Regions from separate parts of the Ovis aries genome. Here region 1 is linked to region 2. The links are chromatin contacts, called in public Hi-C maps. All regions are on one chromosome and are shown on one strand. The core of a region is the stretch at or near the end of the contact, and the rest is flanking DNA. Distances in the headings are between cores, read along the strand shown. Region 1 overlaps MAML3 (mastermind like transcriptional coactivator 3). Region 2 holds the start of MAML3 (mastermind like transcriptional coactivator 3).

The links. A called contact is a pair of places that touch in the nucleus more often than the background predicts.
Region 1: a Hi-C map of hypothalamus shows a contact between it and region 2, with 4 times the contacts expected there. The contact joins the enhancer-like site here to the promoter of MAML3 in region 2. A contact is called at or near these places in 4 of 16 Hi-C or Micro-C datasets (blood and hypothalamus).

The regions. Positions count from the first base shown.
Region 1 is chr17:17,740,146-17,746,488 of ARS-UI_Ramb_v3.0, reverse strand. The region is part of intron 1 of MAML3 (mastermind like transcriptional coactivator 3); the gene reads right to left. Among named protein-coding and RNA genes, the nearest start is that of TRNAC-GCA, 42 kb to the left of the region's middle. Within about 2 kb of position 4,673, at least 31 of the 54 cell types and tissues checked have an H3K27ac peak or open chromatin away from gene starts, as enhancers often do. A contact at or near this core is called in hypothalamus, where this site is marked.
Region 2 is chr17:17,634,176-17,640,557 of ARS-UI_Ramb_v3.0, reverse strand. MAML3 (mastermind like transcriptional coactivator 3) reads right to left here and starts at 4,134. Exons shown (of 5, transcript XM_042234330.2): 1 at 2,891-4,134. The coding sequence starts at 3,361.

The DNA.
Region 1 (6,343 bases), core at 3,424-5,923, 110 kb before region 2:
CCCGGACAAGTGTGAGCTGACGTCAAGCTGTCTCCTGATCCGCACTGTTTCTGAACCTCCGTCTTGGCACCGACCTCCTTCCACTGAGGGCCTCTCATTCTGCTGAGAGAACTAACACCATGTATGTTACTTGACATTAACACACGTCAGAGGGCAGAGTTATTTACATTATCTCTTTATATGCTAGAAAAGTCATTCTTGCTTACTTAAAACAAGAAGGCAAGGGAAGAGGCACATAAACCACTCAGAGTATTACCGCAAAAAGATGAGCCCTGGCCACACTCACAGCGCAGTATTTCTCTTTCCAGGGATAATGCCTTTTAAAAAAGCAGAATCTGCCCTTTGTTCTGTTCCAATGCCTGCTTTTTAAAAACTCAGCAATCAATATATTGTGAACATCTTCCCAATCTCATTAAATATTCCTCTAAAATATAATTTGAATGGCGACACATAGTCCATTTTCTACATACACCGTGATTTCACAGAGCTAATCTGCTCCTGTCGGATATTTAGGCTGCCTCCAACTTTTTACTATGAAACACAACACAGCGATTGTGTAAAATGTGTATACTCTCTAATTTCTTGGAATAAATTTATAAAAACATGTACCGATTCTCTGTGATCCTGACTGTGACAACACTCAATGGGAACCTGGGGGCCGTCCTTGGATAGGTGTCTAGAGCATAATTTACCCATCATAAGAGCCTCTGAAGCACTGATGAGAGTAACTGAAGAGGTATAAACAATGGGCAAGGTCTTCATTTTATACGTCTAGACAACAGAACCACTTATCCCTTAATAGCTGTGCCCAAGCCTTCCAGAGTTCAGCAAAGCAATCTGTCTTGGCAGGTGAAGGAAAGAAGACTGTACATCAAGGGAGAGGAATTACGTGAATATTCTATATGCTTCCAAGCCCAACATTAAATAGAAAGGTCCTTCAAAAAGCCTTTGTGGTGTTCAGCCACTAAGCCGTGTCCAGCTCTTTTGTGACCCCATGGACTATAGCCCGCCAGGCTCCTCTGCCCATGGGATTTCCCAGGCAAGAATACTGGAGTGAGTAGCCATTTCCTTCTCCAGGGGATCTTTCCCATCCAGGAATCGAACCCAAGTCTCCTGCACCGGCAGGCAGATGCTTTTCCACTGAGCCACAAAAATCTTTGAGTGACTAATACAATGTGGGAGTTATTTTACGCTATTTTCCAAGTATTTCTAACTTGCTGTTTTTCAGGCACAGAGCAGAACTGCACTTCCTGGCCCTCCTCTGGTTAGATGGGATCTTGTGAGCAGTTCTGACCAATAAACTGAGAGCAGAGTGCCAGGTACCATTTCTGGGCCGGAACACTAAATTGCTGATGTTAAACCCTCTGGAAAACTCTCTTTCCTTTGGCACAACCACTGGTGTGAGACAGCCAAGAAGTTTCGTCAAGTATGAGTCCCTGACAAACAGTCTCTCTTCCCCCCACGCCCCTGCCCCAACAACAAACATGAGCAAGAATTAAAGTTTTGTTGCTTCAAAGCCTAAGATTTGGGGGCCATTTGTTACTATATCACCAACCACCCTTTCTTGATGAATAAATACAGTAACTGTTTTACCTAATTTCATTGTCTCATAATCTGATTTAAAATAGTCACATGAAATTCCATTCTTTTCTACATCTATAATTTGAAAACCTGGAGAGTCACAGACCTAATCTTTAAGGTTTCCTGGGCTTTATGATGTGATCATTCAAGGATGGTATTTCTAGTGCCTTTTGGGCACTTACGTTACATGCTTTGGGAAAGATGAAGACACAGCTGCAGCCCTGAGAAGCTTAAAATAAAGAGGGAAGGATACAGTTTCAGAATTTCTGTAAAAGAGGAATTTAGGGTTAGCAATTGGGATGCAAAGGGCACTTGGGAGACTAGCTTGAAGCTGTGTTTGCATAGCCAACACAGTCAGTGTGTAATTATATATTTATTTGAAGTGGCTTTGCAGGGAGGCTGAGGAGCAATACTGTAAAGTATCTAATGCCCTTCTCTGAGCTGACCTTGGCACCATCAAGGATACAGCAAGGACAACTCAAAGCAGATTGTGGAGAGCTTCTAAAGAAAGAGGCTGTGATGTTCAGAGGACTGGAAGACACAGTCTGAGTGGGAGACACAGAGAGAAAACGTTCACTGAGGACACCGTATTTGAGATGAGCTTTGGAGCCCGGATTTCCACAGGGAGAGACTGGAGGCAGAGAAGCCAGGCAGAAGGAAAGCCTAGCATAAGCAGAGGCACAGGGGCGAGAAAACAGAGGACATATTCAGAAAGTTATCCAGGGCGGAGAGAAGTCACAACTAAGGTCTAGAAAGTTCATTAGGTAAGTGCAGATTTGGGGAGAGACCACTGAGCGGCTGACACGGATTTGTGCTCCAAGGGCTCAGACAGGGAATTCCGGGCAGGAGGTGGGCGGGACCCCGGGATGTGAAGAGCAGGATCAAAGAGGAGGGAGGCAGGAAGCGGAAGCCCTGGTCCCTGGCAGGTTGACATGGCTGAAGCATGCCGCCTGCGTCTAAACAATGAAGGTGGTAAAGCAAGGGGGCTGCAACCCAGAGCGGGAGGCTCTAAGATGGACCTGGAGGGCGCTGTGTTTCCAGCTCAAAACTCTCAGCACAGGACTGAACATAAAACAGGCAAGCAGTAACTGAATAGCAGCTAACAATACTAACTCACTGACCAAATGAGGGGCAAGGCAGTTCTACAGGACAGGCTGGCCTGTTCCCCCACCCTCTTTTAACACCTCTGGCCACTTTTGAAGCTTTATTTTGTCACTGTGTCTCCCTTCCAAAACTGGGCACAAAGACGAAGGTTTCACTCGGATCTGAGCATTGGGCTACCTGTAAATAGTTCTAATTTAACCTGGTGTGTGTGTTAGTCGCTCAGTCGTGTCCAACTCTTTGCGACCCCATGGGCTGTAGCCCACCATGGAACTCTCCAGGTAAGAATACTGGAGTGGGTTACCATTTCTTTCTCCAGGGGATCTTCCCGACGCAGTATCAAACCCAGGTCTTCTGCATTGCAGGCAGATGCTTTACCTTCTGCGCTACTAGGTAAGCCTGGAGGAGACTGAAAATGAGTGAAATGTTGTCTGCAGATTATCTAGGAATTGTAGCTTTAAAAAGGATATGTGGGAATGTATAGACTGTTTTTTACAACATGATGATAAGAAAAAGGTAAACTCTTAAAAAGAAAAAAAACATTGCAGTTACTCGGCATTGGTGAAGGTTTTCACTGATAATTCCCTTTCAGTTAATCTGATCTCCCATGCTGCCCTTTATGAAACCATTTTAGCATTGTTTCAAAGGAAAAAAAAGACACAAAGACAAAAATTAGTAGAAGGGCTGGAAAAAGCAGGTGGAGTGGGAGGATAATGATCACTTTTCTGTATGATACTGAATAAGGAGACTGGATTTCTGGCCCAGAAAGTATTTCAAGTATGGAAGGACCATTTCTTGAGGGAAATGGGCAGTTTTAACCGCGAGTATCGTCCTTTTGATATCCCCCCAAAACACAAGCAGATCCAAGAATAGCTTACAGGAAACCACAACACTCTTCTTTACTGAGAAATAAACACAGGTTATTTTTTCCAAAGGCACATGAGCGCCCAAATAATAAGCCACCTCCAAAAGGTCGGGAGAAATTAGAACCTATCAGACAAAAGAACCAAAGGAAGTCCCCCCTATATCTGGACTTCACCTGGTTGCAAAAGCAATGGATGCCTATGCCATTCTTATCACCAAAGAGAGCAAAAATTTCTACGAGAACTTCACTGGAATCTGTTTTGTTCTGAGGTCAGATCTACAAAGCCATAATTACCCAGGTAACTTGGGTCTGACGCTACCCAAAATATCTAGGTAATTATAGGAGAAAGGTCATTTCCTCTCTATACTGGCAACTATACCTCTGGGTGTCTCCACTGGCAGTTATCCAGTTAAGAGCAGCCTTTCATTTCACTTTGTGCTTGTACAGACCCTGCCAAAGACGATGACATTCTAAAGGGGGGGGGGTGCGGATTTTGTTTTTAATTGCCTTTATAAATATTCCTCCTCTCTTGCTTGTTCCCTAGGACGATCTGATAAAATATCCTCTGCTCACTTGTACATTGAGGGAAAGGCATTCTGGACTGGGAGAATCCTGGGAGACAGAAAGGAAATGGAGAGGTGAAGAGGAAGAATGAACAGAGATCTGCAAAACTGTCGGGATTAAAAGATTCACCGTGATGAAGAGAGGGGGAGAGACAGAGGAGGAACGGACGTCTTATTCAGAGTTTGAGCTTTGACAACACAGGCAGTTTGGGGGCAGAAAGCCGCATAACTGCCCGTCTGTGATTGCTCAAGAGAAGCGCCCGTTCCTTTTCTTCACAAAGAAAAAATGGCATTTATCTCAAGTACAGCGAGGCATAGGAGGCTTCACCTCCCCCATCCTCTTTCTTCCCTCTTCCTCCTGCCGGCTCGTCTCCCTCACCGCCTCCCCTTCCTGTTGGAAAAGAAAAGGTGGGAGGGGAGTGGGAGGGGGAGGAGGACCCGCCGGCCACCGACAACACGGTGGGAGTCTCTTTTCTTCGGCTTTTACCAGCCTATGGGGGTCAGGATGCTATTGGTTCAGCTTTACGTGTGATCTGGTGCCTCTCACTTAGCAACAGCGAGCAGGGGAGGCAGGAAGCAACGCCACCTGGCTCCTGCGAGCGTGCGGATGGTTTAAAACAAGCCACTAGCTCAGAGGGAGACAGAAAAGGGGGGAGGGGGTGGAGAGAAAGAGAGCAGTCTGAGCTTAACATATTGCACCATTAGGAGCAAGGCTTAATCAGGGTGTTAACTACAACCAACCGGCAGGCACGGGGCGGGGAGAGCGGAGACTGGACAGGAGTTATTTTTAATGAGTATCTGGATATAAATCATATACAGAAAGCCTTCATGTATTTTTTTAAAAGGACAAATGACACTGTGCTGCCTGGGTGGTGGGTGGGGAGATAGATGGGGTTCTCTAGGCAAAAAAAAGGAGATAAGAGGAACCTAAAACTGTCCAGTGGGTTTCCTCGGTTTTATTTTGTTTTCACACCAGGGTGCTACTAGAAAAGGAAAAGGAAAATTGGGTGTACTTGAAAAAGCAATTGGCTATGTAATCCCAGGAATTTTTTTTTAATTAGTCAACAGTAGCTCTTTCTAAATCCTAAATTCCATTTTAGCATTTGAGAATTAACTTTCTGGAGTGGTAAGTGGCAAAAGAGAAGTACATCTCTGCTAGAGAGAGGTGGTTTTGGTTTTTTGTTTTTTTTTTGCCTTGCTTCCTTTGTGGTAAAGGGAAATTTCTGAGAAGGATGCCGATAGAAGTTCTGAAAGCTCACACTGCCTGGATATAACAGGGCCCAGGGCCAATAACAACAAGGAAATGTATTCCGCTGTCCCTTCTTTCATTTCTCTTAATAGAATTTTCCCTTCCCCTCCATCCCAGGTCCCCCACCAGACTTTAGAAGGATTATCTCACCTCCTTACCCATGTAAACTCAACCCACCCCATCACATCAAACAGCCTCGAAACTACAGATGGGAGAGTGTCTTTCGTCCCTTCTTAGAGAAAAATGGTGCCTTTCAGCATGGACTGGAGCCTTTCACTGGTGTCAACCCAGGCCCCTAGAGACAAGGACAAGCAGCCCAGAGGACACAGATGGACCTCTATCCACCCAAATAAACCAGACCCAATTAACCCCTTCAGCTCTGAGCAGTAAAAGCCACTGACTAGAGTGACACCTACTGCTCGGGGTGCAGCTGTACAATCTCCTATCACCGACCAGGTTCTCAAATTCTGCTCCACTGGGCGGGCTCCTCTGAACACGTTTCTCTCTCCTAGTAGCTGAATGAGGACATTTTCAGCTTCTCCTTCTTGGGCTGACCTCAGCATCTGTAACTCGGGACTCCTCAGGGTCTAGGGATCCTCAGCCCTGGGTTACAAAAGCTCCCAGGTATAAACTGACTCCACTTAGCAGTGATTCTACACAGGAGGGAGAGAAAGCAGTTTGATTAAGAGCCCACAACTCATTCAGAATCACTGCTAAGGTGAAATCGCTTTTATTAAGAATCCTCTTTGACACTTGACTACATTATCCTGGGGAAAATGAAACTTTTATCCAGTATCCATGGGATTTTACGCTACGGGGGAAAAACCTGACGGTGAAGGACTAGTGTGCTGTGTGTGTGTGGCCTGGTTGTTAAGTTGTGTCTGGCTCTTCGTGACCCCATGGACTGCAGCCCACCAAGCTTCTCTATCCATGGGATTTCCCAGGCCAGAACACTGGACTGGCTTGCCATTCCTTCTCCAAAGG
Region 2 (6,382 bases), core at 2,885-5,384:
GGATGTTAACTTGTTCCCCTTCATTTTATACGGTACATAGAATTTACATGCAACTCGGCTTAAGACTGGAGGCTGTTGATTTTCATTACACTCATCACACAAACTTGTGCCACGCATCAATGGGAGATGCACGTATGAAATACACTTGAAGCTAAAATATACTCCTGTACATCAGTCTCATCAATAAGCTAAATTCTTGTCATAAAATTGACAGAAGAATGTTATTTTCAGGCAATCATTTTTCCAGTTTAGCTGTTAACTTGCTGAACTGGGATTCGCCATGAAACGTACAGCTTACGAGTCGTCTATTCAAGTAAACTCTATCTTTTCATTTTCAAAAGCGAGCTCTGGTTTGGGCTTGCTATGTTCTTCCAGATAACATCAGGACCCTGAACTGTCTCCCACCTGCGGGTGTATCATAACCCAGGCGCGCGCACCAGGAGTCCCCCATCTCTACCCCTCCCAGGGCCCATATGGCCCCCACAAGGGAACACAACCTAAAACTTTCTGGCTGCAAACTCTACTGCTCTCGCTTGCGATCAAAAGCGACCAGGCACCGGCTTTTGTTCCCGCGTTGCCCAGCTGGCGCGGTAGTCCTCCAATCATCCAATCCCGAAAGGTCGGCAGAGAGGCTGTTGGGACTAAGATTTTGGAGGCTCCCAAAAGAAGCCCATTTCTACGCAATCCGAGCGCGTGGGGCTTAGAAAAGAAACAGGAAAAGAGGGCGTGTAGCAGGCAAGGGTGATATTCCCAGTGCCTTTCAAATGCTACTTGAGTCTTAGGTACAAAAGTGAGTCTCTTCGTCCGTGGAAGGGCGCTAAAGGGGGCGGGGAGTGGCAGACGGCGCGGACCGGGAGAGAAATGGGTACCACCAGGGCACGCGAGATATAGTCGAGATGCAGGCCCGCCCCGCCTCCGGGTACAATCAGAAAAGCTAGGGTGTCAGTGGTTTTCGGCTTCCTGTTTGTAAAGCGAGAACCTCCCTCCCTGACTCTGTGACCGTCGTTCTTCCTCCCCACCGTGTCCGCCTCTTCGCGCACGGGCGCGGGGGGAGCGCGGGTCCCCAGGGGAGGGGCAGGGCCGCCAGGCGCAGAGCCCCTCCCAGCCGGGCTGCCTCCAGAGCCGAGCCCAGCCGCGAAGCGGACAAAGCGCCTCCCGCTCCCTCCCCCACGGCCGCGTTCCAGAAGGGAGGGGGAAGGCGGGCTCGAGGAAGGTGGGAGGAGGAAAAGAAGGGGTGGGGGGCAAGGAAAAGGAGGAGGGAAGGTGCTGCCGGCGGGACTGGGCAGGATCGCGCCGAGCAGGGAGAGGAGGGAGGAGGGGCTGGGCGGCCTCGGAGAACCCGGAGGAGGGAAGGATTCTTGAAGCCCAAGATAAACAAATTGTTCCTCTTCACGTGCGGGGTGGGGGGAGGTGGGGAGTGAGCGCAGTGGCCTCTCTCCTCTTCCCCTCCCCCCAGCCGGCTCTTTGTCACGGAACGCCCGGCGAAAGCCCGCGCCAGCACCCGCACCACCCCGGGCGCCTACGACCCCCAGACCGGGGACGTGCGCTATTGATACGCCGCACACCGACAGGGCCTCCCGCGCCGCCGATCGAGGTGCGGTCTGCGGGGTAAACGGGCGAAGGCGCGCGGCGCCGCTGCGCTCCTGGGTTCCCACCGCCCGCCCCACCCCGCACACGCGCGCAACCCAAACCAGGGCGGCGCGGCGGGGGAGGGGGCTGCAGACACCTTTCCTAAACTTCCGGCTCCCAACCCCCCTCCCCCCCCCCCCCCGCCCCAACCCCGAAAGGAAAGCCAAAGAACCGGAGAGTGGAGATGGGAGAAAGGATTCCACCCTCAGGGTTAGGGGGTGGGAACTGCCCCTTCCTCCCGAGAAGTTAAGCCATTGGCTGCTCCTCCTACCTCGAACCCACCCACCCAGCCATTTAAGCCTCTTTCACCTCCCCACTACCTTCCACTCCTCCAGGCTTATCAGAAAGGCCCGGAAAGTTGGTGGGGAACGGGGCGGGAGACAGAAGCGGAGAAAGCTCCGTGCAAGCAAGTTTAAGAGGAGGAGGGGAGAGACTCCCCCTTGCGGAGTTGCGTGACGGGGACTCTCGGCGCAAGCCCAGGGAGTCTTTCTCCCCTCCCGCCCCGGCGAGCCGCTCCTGTCTCGACCCTCGGGGCCGCTCCACCTGCCGGGCCAGCTGCGGGTCTCGAACCGCGAGGGAGCGCACCCGCGCCCCGCATCCGCGCGCGCCCTCACCGACGCGCGCGCGGGCGCGCATCCACCCTCGCTTGTTTCTCACCCACTTCAAAGTTCATTCACAAAACTCTTAGACTTTCTCAGCCCAAAGGGGGTGAGCCGGGGAGAGGAGGCGAGAGCATCTCCATCCCTCCTCCTCCCCACGGGGTTCGAGAGCCTGGTGCCCGCCCAGAATCTGCGACAGCATCAATTCCTCCCTACACTCGGCGGATGTGCTGAGCGGGGTGGGCGAAGGGGGACGGGTCTGGGGAGCCCAGGCGGCGAGGTGAGGGATGGGGTAGGGAGCGGTGAGGAGGAGGAGCGAGGTTTCAACTCGGTACACTCTTTCACATCGGTATCTAAGAAAGGGAGAGGGGGGTAAAACTTTTCCAGTGCCTTACTCCGACGCTCCTCTAGGCTCCCTCCTCCCCTTGCAGTCGTGACTGGCTTCCCCTCCTCTCGCCCCGTCTTCCCCAAATCTGACAACCCTGACAGATTAACAGGTAGCGGCGACGGCAGCTTTAGCTCAAAAAAGTTGACGTTAACCCTTCGGCTTCAGCCCACCTCGCCCGCCGTGCAAATCAGATCCCCGCGCCCCCTTGTTAAGAAGCTCCACGCGCCCCCCCTCTCATGCGCGCGCCCCGTGCCCGCTGCCAGCGCGCCCTCACCATGATCAGCGTGTGGTTCCTCTGCTCCGCCGAGGCAGCCTCCGCATCTTGCTGGGGTTTGCTCTGGTGCTGTTGCTTGCCGGCGCCGGCGCCAGATTTCTTGGCCCTCTGCTCCAAGGTCCGCTGGTAGAGGTTCACGGTGTCCCGGCGCTCCAGCTCCAGCTGCTCCACCTGAGCCTGCTGGTACCTGTTCTCGCAGTTGACGTGGTGCCGCCGGCAGCCCTCGATGCGCTGGCGGAGCCGCTCCACCACCGTGCTGTGCTTGGGGACGGCCGCCGGTCCGCCGCCCGGGCCCCCGGAGCCGCCGGTGCCGCAGCCGGCAGCCGGGTGATTGCTACACGGAGCAGCGGGAGTACTATTGGGAGTATTATTCACACCGATCCCGGCCCCGCCGAGGCTGCTGTTCAGGCTACTGTTGATGCAAATACTACTGCCATTCGCGGCAGCAGCGGGGGCTGCGAAATCCCCCATCCTGCTCCCCGGGCACACTATTTTGGAAGAACTTTTTTTATCCACCCCCTATCAGCCTCCTCCTTGGGTCCAAGGATTAAAATAGTTTAAGTGGAACGCGGGGGAGACGCAAGCACATGGATGGAAACAGCGATCCCGACCGGGCGAAAAAAAAAAGGGGGGGGGGAGAGATTTTGGGGTGGTTTTTTTGTTTCCTTTTTTTAAACTGTAAAGCTCGAGGGGAAAAAAGGGGGGGGTGTTATCAGAATACCATCAGACACCTATCAACAAAAAGAATCACAACAAACTGAGCCAGCAGCAAATCGGGTTGCAACTCAAGGGAAGATCCGCTCTGCGCCTGCCTTCTTTTCATAATCCATTATTTTCTAATAAATTCCAAGAGATTTCCGGTGGTTGGCAAGCATTTTCTCCCTACGTACCGAAAAACACAACCCATGTACACACACAAGCATATGCTTCAGTGCGGACACGCGCGACACACACTCACTCCACGCCGCATCGGAAAACGGCAAGCTTGCTTATTGCATTTTCCTTCCACAAAAAAGTTTTGGTGTTTATGCCGCCCCGTGTTCTCAAAGTACTTTGGCTGCTCAGCTGCATTTCACAGGAACCTAGATATCGAATCCTCGGGCTGGGGGAAGTAAACACATGGACAGTCCGAGGCGACTGCAAAAGTAGATCGGTGAAGTCCTTTGCAAAACGCCGCGCGGAGAGCAGCCCCTAACGCTCGGCTGGGCTGCCGCTGCCGCCGCTGCTCCTGCCACCATCACAATGATCAACTGCTCGCCGCCGCCGCCGCCGCCGCCGCCGCCTCCTCCTCCTCCTCTCGCTCCTCCACCTCCTCCTCCTCCTCCATGCCAGCGGAGTGATATCAGGACGCGCGAGCTCAGTAAACACGGCAGCGGCGGCGGCTGGAGGCCGTGAGACAAGCCCGGGGACACGGCGCAAAACCCGGCCCGGACTCTCACCCGGCAGGAGCGGGCGCGGCGCGCACCGGCGCGCGGCACCCAGCTCCCGCCTCCCTCTGCTCTTCCTCCCCGCCCCTCGCACGCCCCCAGCCTCACTGCCACCCGGCCTGGGAAGTCGGCGCTGGCAGAAAAGAGAAAAAGATTCTGGGGGATCTCGGGAATTAATCAACTTTTGACCTGTGTGTGTATGTGTCTGTGTGTGTGTGTGCGCGCGCGTGCTCGCGCCTGGGTGTATGTGTGCGTGTGTGCACGCGCGGACTGCCGCGTGGACGCGCCTGGCTGGATTTCCTTATTCCGAGCGAGGTTATCAAGCGATCCCAAGTTGTTGATATACATTTATGCATATATTGCAGAACTGTGCATGACCAGGCAGAAACATTAAAGCTTCGCAGCAGTTGTCTGTCATCCATATCCATGTGGAAAGAAAAAGGCAAATAAGTGGCTTGTTTTTAAAATCCAGGTAGTAAGTCCTCGGTAGTAGTAACCCTACTTATGGACACTTTTTCAAACTCTAGGCCAATCTTAACACACAAAAGCGGAATTCTGAAGAAAAAGAAATAGGCAACAAAAAACTTGAAATGTTATTTGATTCGCTGTACATGATTGTTGTTATTAGGGCAGTTATTGTTTTACTTACCCTTGGGAAAAAAAATGAAATAAAGCAAGCAGGGACTTAGAGGTGAGACTAACAGTACATTTTAACAGACTGTTTTGAACACTAGGTGCTAATGACAGCAGTAATTAAGGGTCCTTCCTAAATCAAGTGGAAAGAGTGCAGATTTCATGGACTAAAACTATAGGAAAAACACAGCATTTCACAGTTTGTCATAAAACAAAAACAAGAAAAAATAACAGGCACACTTTATTGCTAGATATATTTCTTTCTGTTTAAATGAACTTACAATAAAGTACAATTAAAGTGGAATAGCACCCACAGAAAGTAACCCGGTCTTAACCCGTTGCATGTATACATAATTTTGAAACAATTTAAAATTGAGGAACAGTTTCTGTGATCATCAGTAGGAAAAAAATCTTGATTGCGAGCTGTTTGTAATAAGGTATTTTGTATTATCTCAATAAATCTTACAGAACTAGTTTTTTGGGTAAAAATACACCCCAGTTTTCTAAAATAGCCAGGAATAAAAGAACTTTGGATCTCATACATTAGTCATGAGATCTGATTTAAACCATCTTCATTTCTTGGCATTGCAGATTAGCATAGGATGCTATTTCTAACCTCATAATGTCAGCAATAAGAACCGATATTTTTCAATTAATCAGATCTATATGGTGAACTTTATCTTTCCCATCCTTTGGATTATAAGGTAAAATGGGCAGCAAAATACTGATTAGCATGTTGTGAGGTTACCTCTAAGTAGTGAAACCAATGTAAAGGAGTAGCTTTCACTGAAGTTGCCATACTTTTTCAGAGTGCTAGTTATTTAACATAAAATTTTCTGTGTCATAACTAACTACCCCTCCTTCACATCTGTTAGGAAATTAAACTTAAGTTCTGTAGCAAAAAAGTCAGTCCTAATTCTAAAAACATAGAGAAAATTGTAAGAAATTATAAGAAAATGACATCACGAAGTGGCCTTTGTCTATTTTACATGTGCAGTAAATAATATCTCTATTAATTCAGGAAACATATGGCTTCATTGCAGAGAGGAAGCTATGACTCCGCATTCATTCACTCTGTGCTCCTACCCCACCCATACAAGACTACAATTTGATTAACAGAGGCAGTGAGTTTGAGAAGCATTGAGGCTTCTGTCTGGAGACTTGGATTCTAATTCTAGCTTTTTTTCCTATGCCTTGGAATTTAACTTTTCATTAAGAGTTTGTCATTCTGGACAAAAAAAATCCCAACAATAGCAGCAAGATGCATTCCCATCAAGTTGTTCACCTCTCCTGATGAAAGGAATCCAAAAAATACACAAGAATTTGCATCCTTCCCTTTGGGGCATCAGCTGGTGGGGGAGCAGCACGCTTTGTGGCTTTATCCCAGAGGCCCTCAAAGGCCAGTAGAGCTACTCTTGCACGACCACAGTAT